2 separate regions of the Gossypium arboreum genome follow, and region 1 is linked to region 2. The links are chromatin contacts, called in public Hi-C maps. All regions are on one chromosome and are shown on one strand. The core of a region is the stretch at or near the end of the contact, and the rest is flanking DNA. Distances in the headings are between cores, read along the strand shown.

The links. Hi-C and Micro-C count contacts between places; a contact is called where the count stands out from the background.
Region 1: a contact with region 2 is called in a Hi-C map of leaf, with 2.9 times the contacts expected there. The contact joins the promoter of LOC108483048 here to the promoter of LOC108483223 in region 2. A contact is called at or near these places in 3 of 5 Hi-C or Micro-C datasets (all in leaf).

Annotation. Positions count from the first base shown.
Region 1 is chr1:114,094,641-114,097,823 of ASM2569848v2, forward strand. It overlaps LOC108483048 (COP1-interacting protein 7), which reads left to right and starts at 1,707. Exons shown (of 9, transcript XM_017786232.2): 1 at 1,707-2,420; 2 at 2,518-2,694; 3 at 2,809-2,936; 4 at 3,014-3,045; 5 at 3,145-3,183. The coding sequence starts at 2,362.
Region 2 is chr1:113,913,775-113,916,685 of ASM2569848v2, forward strand. It overlaps LOC108483223 (trafficking protein particle complex II-specific subunit 130 homolog), which reads right to left and starts at 1,618. Exons shown (of 21, transcript XM_053030594.1): 1 at 1,063-1,618; 2 at 165-394. The coding sequence starts at 1,126.

The DNA of each region.
Region 1 (3,183 bases), core at 457-2,956, 180 kb after region 2:
AACTTGTTTGGTGCCATTTTAATATTTGTGTAAAGAATGGTCCACAAATAATGGAACTTTAATAAAATAATTGCCTCATCCTCTTTGAAAATTTTCACCATTACTAATTACAAGTACAATATTGTAGGTAGTGATGAATATCAAGTTTGTCGATGATTGTGGCTTCATAGAATAAGATTAACTTTTTATTCCATTTTTTTAAAGACAATAATAAAAATAAATAAATTCTAACTCTAAAACTAAAAATAATATTTTAAAAGTCAAACTTAATCGAAATATCTTTGTTCATCAATTCAAGTTAGGTATAAATAGCATGTATTTTATTAAATGAAAGCTACATTTAAAATCAAGTTACGATGTGGAATGTTGGTTTGAAAAAGTGAGGGTTTAGATAAAGATATAAGTTTGAAAATGAATTTGGACAAAAGATTAGGCCTGTTTAGAAAATGAGTCAGGCCTTAGATAAGATTTTTTAGGCCTAGGCTTGGCCCGAATTTGCAAAAAGAAAAAAAAAAAGTTGTTTGCTCACTATAATACTGTAATTTTACTATTATGTTTCTATTATTTTATTGTTATTATTTGAATATTATATAATTTTTATTTTATTGTTAATTTTGCTACTATTTTAGAGGTATTTTCTTGTTAAGTTGCATTATGTTTTTATTTCAATTTATTAGGAAACATTTATTTTAATATTTTTAGTATTTTTGATGTATTATATATTTTTTTAAAAATAACACTGGCGGGCCGAATCCAAATTCTAGCATTTTTAGCCGGGTCAATTCCAAATTTAAAATTTTTTCAAGGCTCGACCCGAACTCGACTCGACCCATGAACATTTCTACGGCGGTTGCATGGGTTTTATTCAAAATTTCAATTATATATTTGTATTTCGTTGATTTATTTTCAATATAAATATGATTTAATAATATTTAATTGTTACTTAACATTATTATAATTTTCAAGGAAAAGAATAACATTATTATATTTTTTTGGGTTAAACACAATATTATAATTCTAATTCACTTCACTATCTAAATTTTAATTAATATTTTTAAATATCTGATTATTTAGTTGTTAGCAGTGGCCAGTGGGGAAGCCAAGGCCTATCTAAAATGATAAATTAGGGTCTTTAAAATTTAAGAAATTTCAAATTAATATAATAGTAAAATTGCACATTAACTTCAAAAATTTATAATTCATCTCTAGCCCTTCTAAATAATTCTCTGACTTCACCTTTAGTTGTTACTCAAACTTTAATACTATATGTAAACACTTACAATATGTTGGGTTTCATCAAAATAGCCCATTATGGTCAAACTATAAATTTTATTTACTGCAACTATATTATGTAACAAAAATTAATACAAATGATTATAAGTTAAATTTTGTTGATAATCTCTAGCAATATTGCTTATATGTAATAACAATTAATACATATGATTATAAGTTAAATTTTGTTGATAATCTCTTGCAGTATTACTTAAAATGTTATTTAAGTTGTCTTATATAAAACAGTAATTAAAATTATTATCACACTTATTAAATATAGATTCAAACCATATTATTTCGTTCTCACCCTAATATTATATTTTACTGTACCCATAATTTAAAAAAAAAAAAAGAAAAGAAAGAGGAGAGGTAACTTTGAAGAATGTATATGATAATTTATTGGGTTGGAATATTTGGTTGGCAGAGGTGAAAGCTGCCATTTTAATTCATTTATTCTTTGCCTATTCTCTCACTCATTCTGTCTACTCACTAAAGTGAAACTCAAAACAATTTTACATTAAATTGAATAAATTAAAGTTTCCAATGCAGATTCAGAATGGAAATGTTATAAAGAATAAGAAAGACCTCTCAACTAACCAAGATTTAGAAAATAGAAGGTTAAATAATAATTAAAATAATTTTGCCATGAAGAAGGGAAATTGATGGATACAACTGTCGGTAACTGGGACCAATCTTGAATTAAAAAAAAAAAAATTTATTGTCTCCTACTTCTCTCCTTATGATCCTCAATACTTTCCCATGTGCTAAAGCTTCAGTTTCAGAACTGGCATTTCTTTTTTATTATTTCCATAATGTGTATAATTCTTCCAAGCTAAACAAAAATAGTACAAAAGACCCTGCACGAAGAAACAGCACAAGATCCAATGAAAACTTCCCTCAATTGAGTTTATAAAACTTTTCCCATGTTTTCATTTTTTTCAGTCTGTCAGCAGAACATGTTCCTGTAACAACATAGCAAGGAACTGAAACTTCCAACAATGGATGAACTCAACCTGTGAAAGAATTAGTGTTTGCTTCTCTGTCTTGTCTCTCAGGAACTTCTGGTTGTATATTTGTAAGGCTTAAAAAATGGACTTCAGGACACGTCTAGATTATGCTTTGTTCCAACTTACACCTACTAGAACCAGGTAAAGATTTTGCATGCCTTGTAAAAATGTCGTCTTTTTCTTCTTTTTTGATTGTTTGGACATTCATCTGAGAATGGCTTTGGGGTTTGAATGGAAGATGTGATCTGGTGATTTTTGCTGGAAAAGAGAACGAGAAATTGGCATCAGGGTTGCTAGAACCCTTCATTTCACACCTCAAAGCTGCTAAAGATCAAATTTCTAAAGGAGGCTACTCTGTAACTCTTCGCCCTGTCGCCTCATCTCCTCCCTGGTTCACCAAAGGCACTCTCCTAAGGTAAAAGCTCTTTCAGGACATTGCATTACTTTCCTCCAGGAAGAAACAAGATCTTGTTTTTTAACTCTTTTGTGTCATTATACCTTGTTAATGATTTCTAATGCATTTTAACAGGTTTGTGAGGTTTGTTAGTACACCAGAAGTTCTTGAGAGATTTGTGACAGTGGAGAGGGAAATCGAACAGATCGAGAATTCGATTCAATCGTACGAAGCAAACGCTGCCGGGACGACAGATCCAGATGGTATGTTTGGTCCCCAAATTTTATGTTCAAAGAGTGTTTAATTCCTGTTTGTCTGAGAATTGTATGTTTTCTTTCAGGGAATTTCCAAAAGCCATATACTTCATCTAAGGTATGCTTTTCAGCATTCTCTACCATATATTTTTTTTGTTTTGATTTATTTGATAGCTTACATCTTAATCCCAGAATTTTATTATGATGGTGCATGTAGTCTAAAGGTGAATTCGATGGAACCGAAGATGATGTTCCA
Region 2 (2,911 bases), core at 368-2,867:
GACAAGGTTTGCCCAGACAGACACCGTTATTTTACAGGCTCAGTTGAAGAATTATGATCTGAGTTATACAGAAAGCTCTAAGGATTTATCTTTTTCTCACGTGTGATCATGGATCTAAAATTTAGTTCACCTCCAATAAAGATCATAAACTGGAATCAATGTACCTCACATGTAACAAGAACCAAAGTTGCATATGGCTCTCGGAACCAAAATAAATATTGCTCATGAGGAAATCTGCTACGTAGTCTTGCATCAGTTGTTAATATGTATTCAGCTGGCAAATTCTCTACAAACACAGGATTCCGGGTCTTGTTATTTAAGCAAGACCTTTTGAATGGAAGCCGCTCTTCAAAACTATTCTTGACAGTAGGCCACAAGTCACTGACATCTTCAACTGTAATGCAGTTGACGACGAAATAGTTAGTTAGAAATCTGAAGCTAGCAGAAGATCGGAACAATGTGAGCTAGTTCCGAACCATGATTCACAAATTACTATTAAATACAAACAACTAGAAAAGAAACAAACTTTGGAGTTGATAGATTAAATATCCATAGGTCATATATTTCCATTTCGCATTCCATACATCTAACCGATCCAGAAGGCAAAAAGATCAAGTACAAAACTTAAAGCAACGACATTTATTAGACAGTCACCAGCATTGATGCAAGCAATCGAAGATTTAGTATTAACTTCTCCCTACTTCTAAGTTGTAATAAATTCCCAGAAAAAAAATAATCAAGTACTCGCTTCATAAAATCAACTAAGAAGCTGAAAGCAACAACATTTACCTCATGATCACCAAAAATTATCCATTTAAACTTAACTCTTCACATTTAGACAATCCTTTACTTTCAAAAAAATCAACTCAAAATCTTAAATCATGAATAAATAACATCAACCTTTAGAATTTCCACATCAGAAATCTAACACTAAAGTAAACACATCCCTGATCCCGCACACCCAACACCATAAAAATCCCCAAAAGAGATTTAAAAGTGACCCTAAACCCAAAGTTCAATTGGAAGAGTTCAATTCAAATGAGAAGCAAAAAAAGTAATTACCAGCAATGATAAGATGGTTACAAGTGCTCTTGATTGTTTGAAACTGAGCTAGATAGTTCGCCATTCTCTTCTTTCCCGATCTAAAAGAAACTTACAAAATCCATTAGATCAAATGCAGAAAAGTGAAGGAAAAATGGTTAATTTATCTTAGTGAGAGATTTGGAGTGTTAGTTTCGCTTATGCTCCAACCCAAGGATCTAGTTTCTCCTCCGCTTCGTCCTCGTTAAGCGCTATGTTTTCTCAAAGTGTCAGCTGGGCCTCATTAATGGCGTCGTCCATGTTTCAAAGATTTTTCTTAGGCCCAACTAAATAAGGCCTGAAAGAAAAGATCGATTTTAGCCCAAATTACTTCTCCATTGCCTGCAAATGCTGTGTTTTACTCTCCTGAAAGAAACATTCCAGGCTAAAGTATTTGGCTGAATGGATGTGGAATACGGGTATGTATTTGATACGAATTTTTACAATAAAGAGTTGGGATAACATAGTTTCGAAATCCCAGGTCAGCAAACACACACATGAAGGCTATCCAGGATGTTACATTGATAATTTAGTTTGCATATTATTGTATTAAGTGATACTAATAATCAGCCTTATGGACCGTCTTCCTTTTGCGTTTTAGGCTTCTATGGAGTACTTTGCCTGCCCTCCAGCATTGCTAGCTATGGGTTCCACAAACAAAGCCTTACACAGTTTGACTTGGTCTTTCCTTTATTCTACTGCTTCAATAGTTAATCTGACTTGGTCTCTCTCAGTCTCTCCTATTCTGCAGCTTCAACAGGTTTAATTACTAATCTGATATAAGATTCTTTTTAGTGTATTCGGTTGTTCTTTATTTAAAATAATTCCCCTCTAACATGAGATATTTTTGGACCTCAGTACTATCCTTAGATAAGGTAAGATTTTGTCTTCTAACTCTCTAGAGAGTGGTACCATCTCTCCTTAACTTACATATTATAAGTTAGATATTCAAACTCTACCAATAGTAAATAACCACCATTTTCTTGATAATTAATCGAGTGCTACATATGGCCTGATTCAATGAGGATTCTCGCTTTGCAAACTCATGGCACTTTGGCTTTCCATATATCAAGAGACAAAATATCAAGAGACAAAACTTTGATTCAACTTGAGACAATACTAATCCATTGAAGGATTTGTCTATTTTTGATAAATGTTATTTTAAAAACCTCTCCAAAAGGAGTTAAACTCTCCTCCACAAAATGCGTCTTTTCAACTAGACCAAACGGTACATGCCTTCCCTCAAGTAGCCTATATCTTATAGGTTGGGAGTTTAAATCCTACTATAGGCAAATGTCCATCATTTCCTTTGGTAGTTGACTTAGTGTCATGCAGATTTAACCTAGTAAGGCGTTTCTTCTTTGTGAATTCATGTTCTCTTCAGTCACTTGGATTTTCCATAGAGTTGGAAGAAAAAATCTTCACTCAACTCGGGGATAATATTAACCTATTAATGGTTCCTTTAGCTTTGATTAAATGGCACTTCGAAGACTTCTCCATAAAATTTCGGTCTCCCCTCAATGAGTTCCAAAGGTGTATTTCTTGTGAAGGGGCATTTGGAGAACCATGTGGATATATAGGCCATTGAAGCATTAAGTTGTTTTTTCTTGTGCAGGTTCAGACTGGTGTTGCATTGTCTTTCTGAGCAGCAGTTTTTTTGTTTACTCTCCATTGTTTTTAATCGCCCTTAATGCTGTTTTTACGCTGACATTAACTATATGTCATGTCTAATATAAACTTCGCCTTGCTAATATACAACAGGCTCATTCAATTCATTGGGTATATGGTTATATCTTCTGACCATGTTGCTTGACTGCAAGGCAAAGCGCAT